Regions from separate parts of the Oncorhynchus mykiss genome. Here region 1 is linked to region 2. A link is a contact called in public Hi-C data. All regions are on one chromosome and are shown on one strand. The core of a region is the stretch at or near the end of the contact, and the rest is flanking DNA. Distances in the headings are between cores, read along the strand shown.

Region 1 (5,331 bases), core at 570-3,069, 310 kb after region 2:
ATGGTTGTCCTTCTGAAAGGTTCTTTGGAGCTCTGTCAGAGTGATCACCGGGTTCTTGGTCACCTCCCTGACCAAAGTCCTTCTCCCGATTGCTCAGTTTGGCTGGGCGGCCAGCTCTAGGAAGCGTCTTGGTGGTTCCAAACTTCTTTCATTTAAGAATGATGGGGACCATTGATGGTTCATGGAGCCCATTGATGGTTCTTGGGGACCATCAATGCTGCAGACATTTTTGGGGACCCTCCTACAGATCTGTGCCTTGACACAATCTTGTCTCTGAGTTCTATGGACAATTCCTTCGGCCTCGTGACTGGGTTTTTGCTCTGACAGACATTGTCAACTGTGAGACCTTTCATTTTGTTGACAGGTGTGTGCTTTTCCAAATCATGTCCAATCAATTGAATTTACCACAGGAGAATGCCAATGAAGTTGTAGAATCAGCTGTTTTTATTTTAAATACATTTGCTAACATTTCTACAGACAAGTTATATATTTGTCATTAAGGAGTAGTGTGTGTACAGGTGAGGGGGATTTCCCCCCCCCATTCATTTTAGAATAAGGCTTTAACATAAAATGTGGGAAAAGTCAACGTGCCTGAATACTTTCCGAATGCACGTTAGCTACTATTAAGGACAGTCAACAATGAGCATGCTGTATAGCAATCTCGCTTGGCTTCCATACAGCTACAGTCAGCAGTAGGATAAACAGTCTTTCATTTTGTTGAGAGCAACTGGACATTATCTAACCATTTGCACGGTATGAATAAACATTTCGTCCCAGCAAAACGATGCATCGTTCATTATTTCTATAAATCCTCTTAAGCTGGCTAACTACTTAGGCTAGATAGAGCTCTTTGAACGCTAACGTTACATCTCGTGAATGGATTTCCGTTCTGTGGCTAACGTAAGCTAACTAGCTAGGTAGGTAAGGCCAACCCATGGTGATTTATCTATATGCTAACTAATCTAGCTAGTTAATAAAGTTAATCAGTTGTAGAATATGTTTTGCTACCTGGCTAGTTAGCTAGCGTTAGCTCACTGGAACATGGACAGGAAAACACGCCATGCGGAGCCATGCACTTGACCACACTAACGCGTTAGCTAGCCAGCCAACTTCCGTTACTGTAAGCTAGATAGTTAGCCAGTTAACTAGTTAGTTTCTACTAATGGGCAAAATTCCCATTAGCCAAAAGGGACTGAGTAAACAGAAAACTAGTAAATATTAAGTTGGCTAACGTTAGTAGCTAGCGCTAGTTATCAAATGATGGTCATTGGCATTCTCATGAACTTGCATTGTAAATTAGCTTGGTAGTTAACAGATAGCTATGAAAGAAGGCCCATCATCGCTAGGTGTTCCTCCCGTCTTTCGCAAAAGCATGTTGGTATGCTAGGTAGCTAGCAGCATAACGAACCCAACGACGTTAGCTAGCTACTGGCGCTAGCGTCCTTTTGCTGGCTAAAATTGTACAGGAGCACGCGTTCGCCATTCCTCAAACTTACATGTCTTGTTGTATGTCAAATGCCGTTGTGATCGCCGTCTCCTTGGGGATACACAATTCAATTTAGAATACTGTCCTTGTGGGGATTTCGTTTCAATGGGCTGTAGAAAAGTGTGCGCGAACTACAGAACTGTGTATTGTATTCTACACACTGCAAGGCCACCCTGTCTTACACCTCGAGGACTCCGAATCAGACCTGACGCTGTGACGCAGCTACCGCGCCTTCGACGTTTCTAGAGCCTTCACGAGCAGGGTTGCCAGGTCAAGTCACATTTTCTTAAGCCCAGTGAACTACTCAACATTCTACGGCAAGGCCTGAACACTAGCCCAAATGTTTTGTTTTTCTGCAGCAAGAGGGGAGTTGCCACAATTAGCCCCCCAAATATATATATTTTTTACATAACGTTATCGAGCGAATTAAGGACTATTGACGTAATTTAAAAAATAACAAATGTTAGGCTATTTTTTGTCAATTGTGCCAGATGTTAAAACTACAAACCGTTATAGGTGGCATATTTGCGAGATTGACTTGTCATTTCAATAGGCATAGGCTAATTACATTTCCCCGATAGCCTAGGCAAGATGTAAAATGGACGATTTAGCAGCTTGCTTAGTTCAAATTGAGACTCATTTAACGTAAATAACGAGGTAAGAAGTGCTCCTGTTGCCCAAACGCTTGCTGGAATAGGCTACTGAGGATAGGGTTGTAATTTCAATCACTGAATCATATTAATAATATGGAGGCTAATTATTAAATAGTTTGCCAGCACCAGGTAGGCTACACAAGTGGCACACGTTTATTTGCAATGCCGCCCGTGATTTCAACATATTCATTGAATTAAATGGTTGGATACAGTAACCTACATAGGCATATAAATTACTAGGCTACTTAATGGCCAACATATGTATCCTTCTCAACATGTAATGTCAGTTTCATTGTGGACTTCTCCCCATAACAGAACTAACTTAACTTCAATTTGAAATGTCCCTCGCTCGATTACCAATGACTGACTGCATGTTTTGCTTGATATGGTTTTCCATAAGCAAAGTCGACATTAGAAGGCAGTTTCAACCAATTTATCTCCTGCGCTCTATGGCGCCTAAAGTCGTTTTCCTGTGCTTTGTCGCGGTATTTGACGCACATCAGCGCGTTAATATTTTATGGAAAAGGTTAAGGAAATCGGTGTCTCCATAATGACAACCTAAATAGCATACCTACAACTGCTACGTTGTTGTCATGACGTGCTTCTGTCTTGGGGATCCTGAGTGGCAATGCAGTGCTAGAGGCGTCACTACAGACCCGGGTTCGATCCTGGGTTGTATCACAACCGGCCTTGATCGGGAGTCCCATAGGGTAGCGCACAATTGGCACAGCGTCGTCCGGGTCAGGGAATGGTTTGGCCAGAGTAGGCAGTCATTTTAAATACGAATTTGTTCTTAACCTTTATTTAACTAGGCAAGTTAAATAAAATGCCTCTTCACTCACGTGACTCAGCTACCATATGTTTTTACATTGCCAAAGCAAGTGAAATAGGTAAACAAAAAATGCTCAGTAAACACACACACACAGAAGTTCCAAAGGAATACATTTCAAATGTCATATTATGGCTATATAATGATGTGCAAATAGTTAAAGCACAAAAGGGAACATAAATATGGGTTCTTCACTGTTGCCCATCTCTTGTGGCAACAGGTCACAAATACTGCTGCTGTGATGGCACACTGTGGTATTTCACCCAGTATATGTGAGTTTATCAAAATTGGATGTGTTCGAATTCTTTGTGTGTCTGAAATCTCACTCACTCTGCCTGATAATCAGCAGCAGGTCACAGTGAAATATATACACTGCTCAAAAAAATAAAAGGGAACACTTAAACAACACAATGTAACTCCAAGTCAATCACACTTCTGTGAAATCAAACTGTCCACTTAGGAAGCAACACTGATTGACAAATGTCACATGCTGTTGTGCAAATGGAATAGAAAACAGGTGGAAATTATAGGCAATTAGCAAGACACCCCCAATAAAGGAGTGGTTCTGCAGGTGGTGACCACAGACCACTTCTAAGTTCCTATGCTTCCTGGCTGATGTTTTGGTCACTTTTGAATGCTGGCGGTGCTTTCACTGGTAGCATGAGACGGAGTCTACAACCCACACAAGTGGCTCAGGTAGTGCAGCTCATCCAGGATGGTACATCAATGCAAGCTGTGGCAAGAAGGTTTGCTGTGTCTGTCAGCGTGGTGTCCAGAGCATGGAGGCGCTACCAGGAGACATGCCAGTACATCAGGAGACGTGGAGGAGGCCAACAACCCAGCAGCAGGACCGCTACCTCCGCCTTTGTGCAAAGAGGAGCACTGCCAGAGCCCTGCAAAATGACCTCTAGCAGGCCACAAATGTGCATGTGTCTGCTCAAACGATCAGAAACAGACTCCATGAGGGTGGTATGAGGGCCCGACGTCCACAGGTGGGGGTTGTGCTTTACAGCCCAACACCGCGCAGGACGTTTGGCATTTGCCAGAGAACACCAAGATTGGCAAATTCAGTCAGTCATGGTGTGGGGTGGCATTTCTTTGGGGGGCTGCCATTAGGTACCGAGATGAGATCCTCAGACCCCTTGTGAGACCATATGCTGGTGCGGTTGGCCCTGGGTTCCTCCTAATGCAAGACAATGCTAGACCTCATGTGGCTGGAGTGTGTCAGCAGTTCCTGCAAGAGGAAGGCATTGATGCTATGGACTGGCCCGCCCGTTCCCCAGACCGGAATCCAATTGAGCACATATGGGACATCATGTCTCGCTCCCATCCACCAACGCCACGCTGCACCACAGACTGTCCAGGAGTTGGCGGATGCTTTAGTCCAGGTCTGGGAGGAGATCCCTCAGGAGACCATCCGACACCTCATCAGGAGCATGCCCAGGCGTTGTAGGGAGGTCATACATACACGTGGAGGCCACACACACTAGAGCCTCATTTTGACTTGTTTTAAGGACATTACAAAGTTGGATCAGCCTGTAGTGTGGTTTTCCACTTTAATTTTGAGTGCGACTCTAAATCCAGACCTCCATGGGTTGATCAATTTGATATACATTGATAATGTGATTTTGTTGTCAGCACGTTCAACTATGTAAAGAAAAGTATTTAATAAGAATATTTCATTCATTCAGATCTAGGATGTGTTATTTTAGTGTTCCCTTTATTTTTTTTGAGCAGTGTATATTAAGAAAAATGCCAAACCCTAGATAGCAGCATACTTGACCCCAGGTAGCCTAGTGGTTAGAGCGTTTTGCCAGTAACCTAAAAGGTTACTAGCTCGAATCCCAGAGCTGACAAGGTAGAAATCTGTCACTCTGCCCCCGAACAAGGCAGTTAACCCACTGTTCCTAGGCCGTCATTATAAGAATTTGTTCATAACTGACCTGTCTAGTTTAATTAAAAAAATAAGTGGTTGACCTGGTCTGACCACATATCTACGGTTGCTCTTCCTAGCCTTTATCATGATGGGGAAACACCCTGTATCAGGGGTTAACATACCTACTCTTCGAAACACTCTGGGTTGATGCCTGGTATATTATCATAAGCATCAGTCAGGTATTTCTAGGGTATCAAATTAATTGCATACTAATGCTTGAAATGGTTTGGTGCCCAAAATATCAGACACTACACTTTGTATTCCCATTTACCAACCTTCCGAGTGCATGCCACAGCTTCCTTGATCCATCAGTAACTCAAGAGGGGCAGTTTTCACTTGACGTCTTCTGATGAGTCATAGTAACAGTAGATAGATTTCCAGCACCAGCTCATGAAAACTCCACCCTTCCGACTTAAATCTGTGGTGC
Region 2 (5,465 bases), core at 577-3,076:
CTTCCGGTTACTAGTCCAATGCTCTAACCACTAGGCTACCTGCCGCCCCAAAACCCTCACTCTTCACGCCTGCCTGATGTCTCCATATGAATACGTGTCACTGGTCAAGTGCTAAATGTTACTTTAGTCGCCTTGCCTAATTTGACAGCTATCTAGCCTAAATAGATAAGACGTATGCTCCTCTGAACAATTTATGCTCTATGTTGCCTAAAAGGACAACTGTTTGGCCAGATGGTTATAGCTCTGAGCCCTTTGCTACATGCTCTTTTTGGGAATCTAGGCCAGGTTATAGTGAACACTTGTTTGACAAATTTGTATGGCAAATGTTGTTGAAAGGGTTAGGCCTACTTTGATTGGTTTTCAATCAGCTCATACTCCTGGTCCCTTGACCATTGTGTAATGTTCATGGAACAGTTAGGAGTTAGCTAGGTTTAAAAAGTGAAGTGTACAGAAAAAGTCATCCATCACTGTACTCCCACTACAGGGACATGCAGACATTGAGATATCTGATTTCTGGCATATGTACAATTGATATGGCGAAGCCAAATCATGCCATAACAACTCATATCGATATGGTTTGACAACCTATTCTAAAATAAATATGTTGCACAACGTTGTTATTCTTGAATGTGAGGGCTGGGGTCAGGAGGTCAGGCATGGCTGAATAAATGACAGGCCAGGGTGAAAGGCATTAACAGTAGGGTGAGACTATATTATTGCTAGCTAGGTTGTTTCCTTTTGTCTATCTACAGTACTTAAATATACTTTACACTTGCAAAGTGTCGCTAACTATATCAAACTGGATTTACCCCAACTTTCTTTGCGTTCAGTGTGCTCTGCCGGATAGCAAAGTTAGCCTAACGCGTTACTGTACCTAGCTAGCTAATAACAACCGTTTCCCGGTTCACATTGAGAAATGTGCCTATTTTAAAACGCTTTATGTTACTTAAACTAAAGGAATAAATGGTCTTTCACGTAAAACAATCAATACGTACCCGGAAATGAAGACAGCTATAGAACAATATTTATGACTGGACAGAATGAAAAATGGCTTGGAGGTAACGTTTTCCCCACATAGTCTCTAAACATTCTGTACAGTCTTTGGTATCCCCTTCGTTGCTTCAACATTGGAAAATCTCCTTCTCAAAAGCCATTGGATGAAAAGCCAAAGGCTCCTCCCCTCTGACCTTCTCATGCAAAGAGATGTTGATAAGGAGCAGAGGAGCGAGGAGTATGCAATCATAGAATTAGGAATTAGATGACTTACTATTTACACATAATAATTACATGATTAAAAACGCAGTGTAATAGGATATATATGAATTCAATATAGATCTTCCTCCTCATGACTTGGGATAGGAGGCTTCCCGACACCTCCTCCATCAATTCCCTTGCACGCCATTTGTTCAGCCTAGTGTCAATCATGAGTTCAACGAGGCGGGATTTTCTAGCTACGTCCTATGGGCAGTTCATGTGTAGGAACTGGGTCAGTGCTATCCGAATCCTTTGGACGTTCCTACCCTAAACTTAATTTTACATTTCAAATTCAATGGAGTAAGAACAGCCGGGAGGAAGCATTTGAATAACTTTCTCGTCCTAGCACAAGTGTCAAACTCATTCCACGGAGTGTCTGGCTGCGTGTTTTCACTTGACCCTTGTATTTGATTGATGAATTAAATTCATAAATTAGTAAATTACTCCCCTCACCTGGTTGTCAAGGTCTTCATTGAAAAGAAAAAACAAAAACCCGCAGACACCCCGCCCTCCGCGGAATGAGTTTAACACACCCCTATCCTAGCAACAGAATATTATGTCGTTATGTCAAACTAGTGCGGTTGATTTGAAGGCTTGATCATGCGCTGTTCCGCGCGAAACAACCGTTCAGGGTTGCCAGGTTCTGCTCAAAATGTATTGCCCAATGACCTCTCAAAACCCGCACAAAGGCCTGAAACTAGCCCAATTATTATGTTTTTTCACAGCAAGAGGAGTTGCCATATGTATACAATAAACCCTTTTTCCATAACGTTATCGAGCCATTTAAGAAGGAATATCATAGTAACTTGTCACAACTTTAGAAGCAAAATGTGGGTTTCCTCAAAATAATACTTATTGCAAGCTATGACATGATGTAATAAAGGAATTTGAATATGTGACAAGTGAAAAGATCACTCTCCCATATTAAAACCTCTACAGGATCGCTGTCCCTATACCCGGACGGCTGATGCGCTAACTACAAGTGAAAAGATCACTCTCCCATATTAAAACCTCTACAGGATCGCTGTCCCTATACCCGGACGGCTGATGCGCTAACTAACGGGTGGTAATGTGACTAGAATGATGTTGTAAGTAACAGCAACTTTCCAGGACATAGACATGTCTTATATGGGCAGAAATCTTAAATGATTGTTAATCAAACTGCCCTGTCCAATTTACAGTGGCTATTACAGTGAAAAAATGCCATGCTATTGTTTGAGGCGAGTGCACAACAACAAAAAACTTTTATCACGGAACTGGTTTGATACATTCACCTCCGAAACAAAATAATGTACTTACACTTACTATGAGCTAAGCCCAAGATGGCATAGCAGTCAGACGTCCTTTGTCCTCGTCTTGTCGTGTCCCGTATATATATATATATATTTACACCTTTCTTCGCATATCTTTTATATATTTTATTTTCCAAAAACTCAACTTCAAAACATTCTCCTGCAACCCGCCTCACCAATTTAAAAAATATATATTATTTACCTCAAATCTGAAATCTACAATAGAAGCTAGCCAGAAGCTAACCAGAAGCTAACCAGAAGCTAGCCAGAAGCTAACCAGTTTACTGGCTAACGTTAGTATTCAGCTAACCACAGTTTGTGGTCATCAGCTATCCTTTAGCTCGAAAATCTATCTGCAGTTTTGTACAACGTGACTCAGACCAGAACATACCGGACCTATTTTTCTCTCCATATCCCCGGATTTCAACGGCAAGCTCTGGACATTTACACCTGGATCTCACAGCTAGCTAGCTGCTATCCGTTTGACTATTGGCTTACGTTGATCCCGGTGCAAACATCAATTATTCCGGAGCTAGCCAGCTGAAGAGTTCCATCAGCCACTCCTAGGCTACAATCACCTATCCAGACCCGTTTTACTGCCAATGCGGAGCCCCACTTGGCCTTCACGACTGGACTACCGACGTTATCTGCCCGAGGGAGTTATCCAACTGGCCCCTCTGTCACGACATTACCTGAACGCCCATCTGAGGCCCGCTAATTGTTAGCTGTCTTATCAGCTGCTATCTGAATAGGTCTACCGGACAATTTTTCTTGGGTCACTATAACTATATCTATTTTGACAATTGGATTGATCCCCTCTACCACACGGAACCCCACTAATCTACCGACGGAAACGCACGAGGTGGCTAAAAACAGACCTCCATCATATGCTAGCTTGCTACCGATGGCCCGGCTAGCTGTCTGAATCGCCGTGACCCCAACTAACCTCACTACTCACTGGACCCTTATGATCACTCGACTAAGCATGCCTCTCCTTAATGTCAATATGCCTTTTCCTTTGCTGTTCTGGTTAGTGTTTATTGGCTTCTTTCACTGTAGAGCCTCTAGCCCTGCTCACTATACCTTTTCCAACCTTTCAACCCACACATGCGATGACATCGCCTGGTTTCAATTATGTTTCTAGAGACAATATCTCTCTCATCAACACTCAATACCTAGGTTTACCTCCACTATATTCACATCCTACCATACCTTTGTCTGTACATTATACCTTGAAGCTATTTTATCGCCCCAGAAACCTCCTTTTTTACTCTCTGTTCCAGACGTTCTAGACGACCAATTCTCATAGTTTTTAGCCGTACCCTTATCCTATTCCTCCTCTGTTCCTCTGGTGATGTAGAGGTGAATCCAGGCCCTGCAGTGCCTAGCTCCAGTCCTATTCCCCAGGCGCTCTCTTTTGATGACTTCTGTAACCTTAATAGTCTTGGTTTCATGCATGTTAACATTAGAAGCCTCCTCCCTAAGTTTGTTATATTCACTGCTTTAGCACACTCTGTCAACCCGGATGTTCTAGCCGTGTCTGAATCCTGGCTTAGGAAGACCACCAAAAATTCTGAAATTTTCATCCCTAACTACAACATTGTCAGACAAGATAGAACGGCCAAAGGGGGCGGTGTTGCAATCTACTGCAAAGATAGCCTGCAGAGTTCTGTCCTACTATCCAGGTTTGTACCCAAACAATTTGAACTTCTACTTTTAAAAATCCACCTCTCTAAAAACAAGTCTCTCACCGTTGCCGCCTGCTATAGACCACACTCTGCCCCCAGCTATGCTCTGGACACCATATGTAAACTGATTGCCCCCCAACTATCTTCAGAGCTCATGCTGCTAGGCGACCTAAACTGGAACATGCTTAACACCCCAGCCATCCTACAATCTAAGCTTGATGCCCTCAATCTCGCACAAATTATCAATGAACCTACCAGGTACCACCCCAAAGCCGTAAACACGGGCACCCTCATAGATATCATCCTAACCAACTTGCCCTCTAAATACACCTCTGCTGTTTTCAACGAAGATCTCAGCGATCACTGCCTCATTGCCTGCATCCATAATGGGTCAGCAGTCAAACGGCTTCCACTCATCAATGTCAAACGCTCCCTGAAACACTTCAGCGAGCAGGCCTTTCTAATCCACCTGGCTGGGGTATCCTGGAAGGATATTGATCTCATCCCGTCAGTAGAGGATGCCTGTTTTCTTTTTTAAATGCCTTCCTCGCCATCTTAAATAAGCATGCCCCATTCAAGAAATTCAGAACCAGGAACATATATAGCCCTTGGTTCTCTCCAGACCTGACTGCCCTTAACCAACACAAAAACATCCTATGGCGTTCTGCATTAGCATCGAACAGCCCCCGTGATATGCAACTTTTCAGGGAAGATAGAAACCAATATACACAGGCAGTTAGAAAAGCCAAGGCTAGCTTTTTCAAGCAGAAATTTGCTTCCTGCAACACAAACTCTAAAAAGTTCTGAGACACTGTAAAATCCATGGAGAATAAGAACACCTCCTCCCAGCTGCCCACTGCACTAAAGATAGGAAACACTGTCACCACCGATAAATCCACTATAATTGAAAATTTCAATAAGCATTTTTCTACGGCTGGCCATGCTTTCCACCTGGCTACCCCTACCCCGGTCAACAGCACTGCACCCCCCACAGCAACTCGCCCAAGCCTTCCCCATTTCTCCTTCTCCCAAATCCAGTCAAAATCAAATCAAATCAAATTTTATTTGTCACATACACATGGTTAGCAGATGTTAATGCGAGTGTAGCGAAATGCTTGTGCTTCTAGTTCCGACAATGCAGTAATAACAAGTAATCTAACCAACAATTCCAAAACTACTGTCTTGTACACAGTGTAAGGGGATAAAGAATATGTACATAAGGATATATGAA

The links. A called contact is a pair of places that touch in the nucleus more often than the background predicts.
Region 1: a contact with region 2 is called in a Hi-C map of liver, with 5 times the contacts expected there. The contact joins the promoter of LOC110532024 here to the promoter of LOC110532017 in region 2. A contact is called at or near these places in 2 of 3 Hi-C or Micro-C datasets (blood and liver).

The regions. Positions count from the first base shown.
Region 1 is chr9:39,332,335-39,337,665 of USDA_OmykA_1.1, forward strand. It overlaps LOC110532024 (prostaglandin E synthase 3), which reads right to left and starts at 1,820. Exons shown (of 8, transcript XM_021615610.2): 1 at 1,497-1,820. The coding sequence starts at 1,498.
Region 2 is chr9:39,017,635-39,023,099 of USDA_OmykA_1.1, forward strand. It overlaps LOC110532017 (protein kinase C-binding protein 1), which reads right to left and starts at 1,827. Exons shown (of 21, transcript XM_036987938.1): 1 at 1,708-1,827.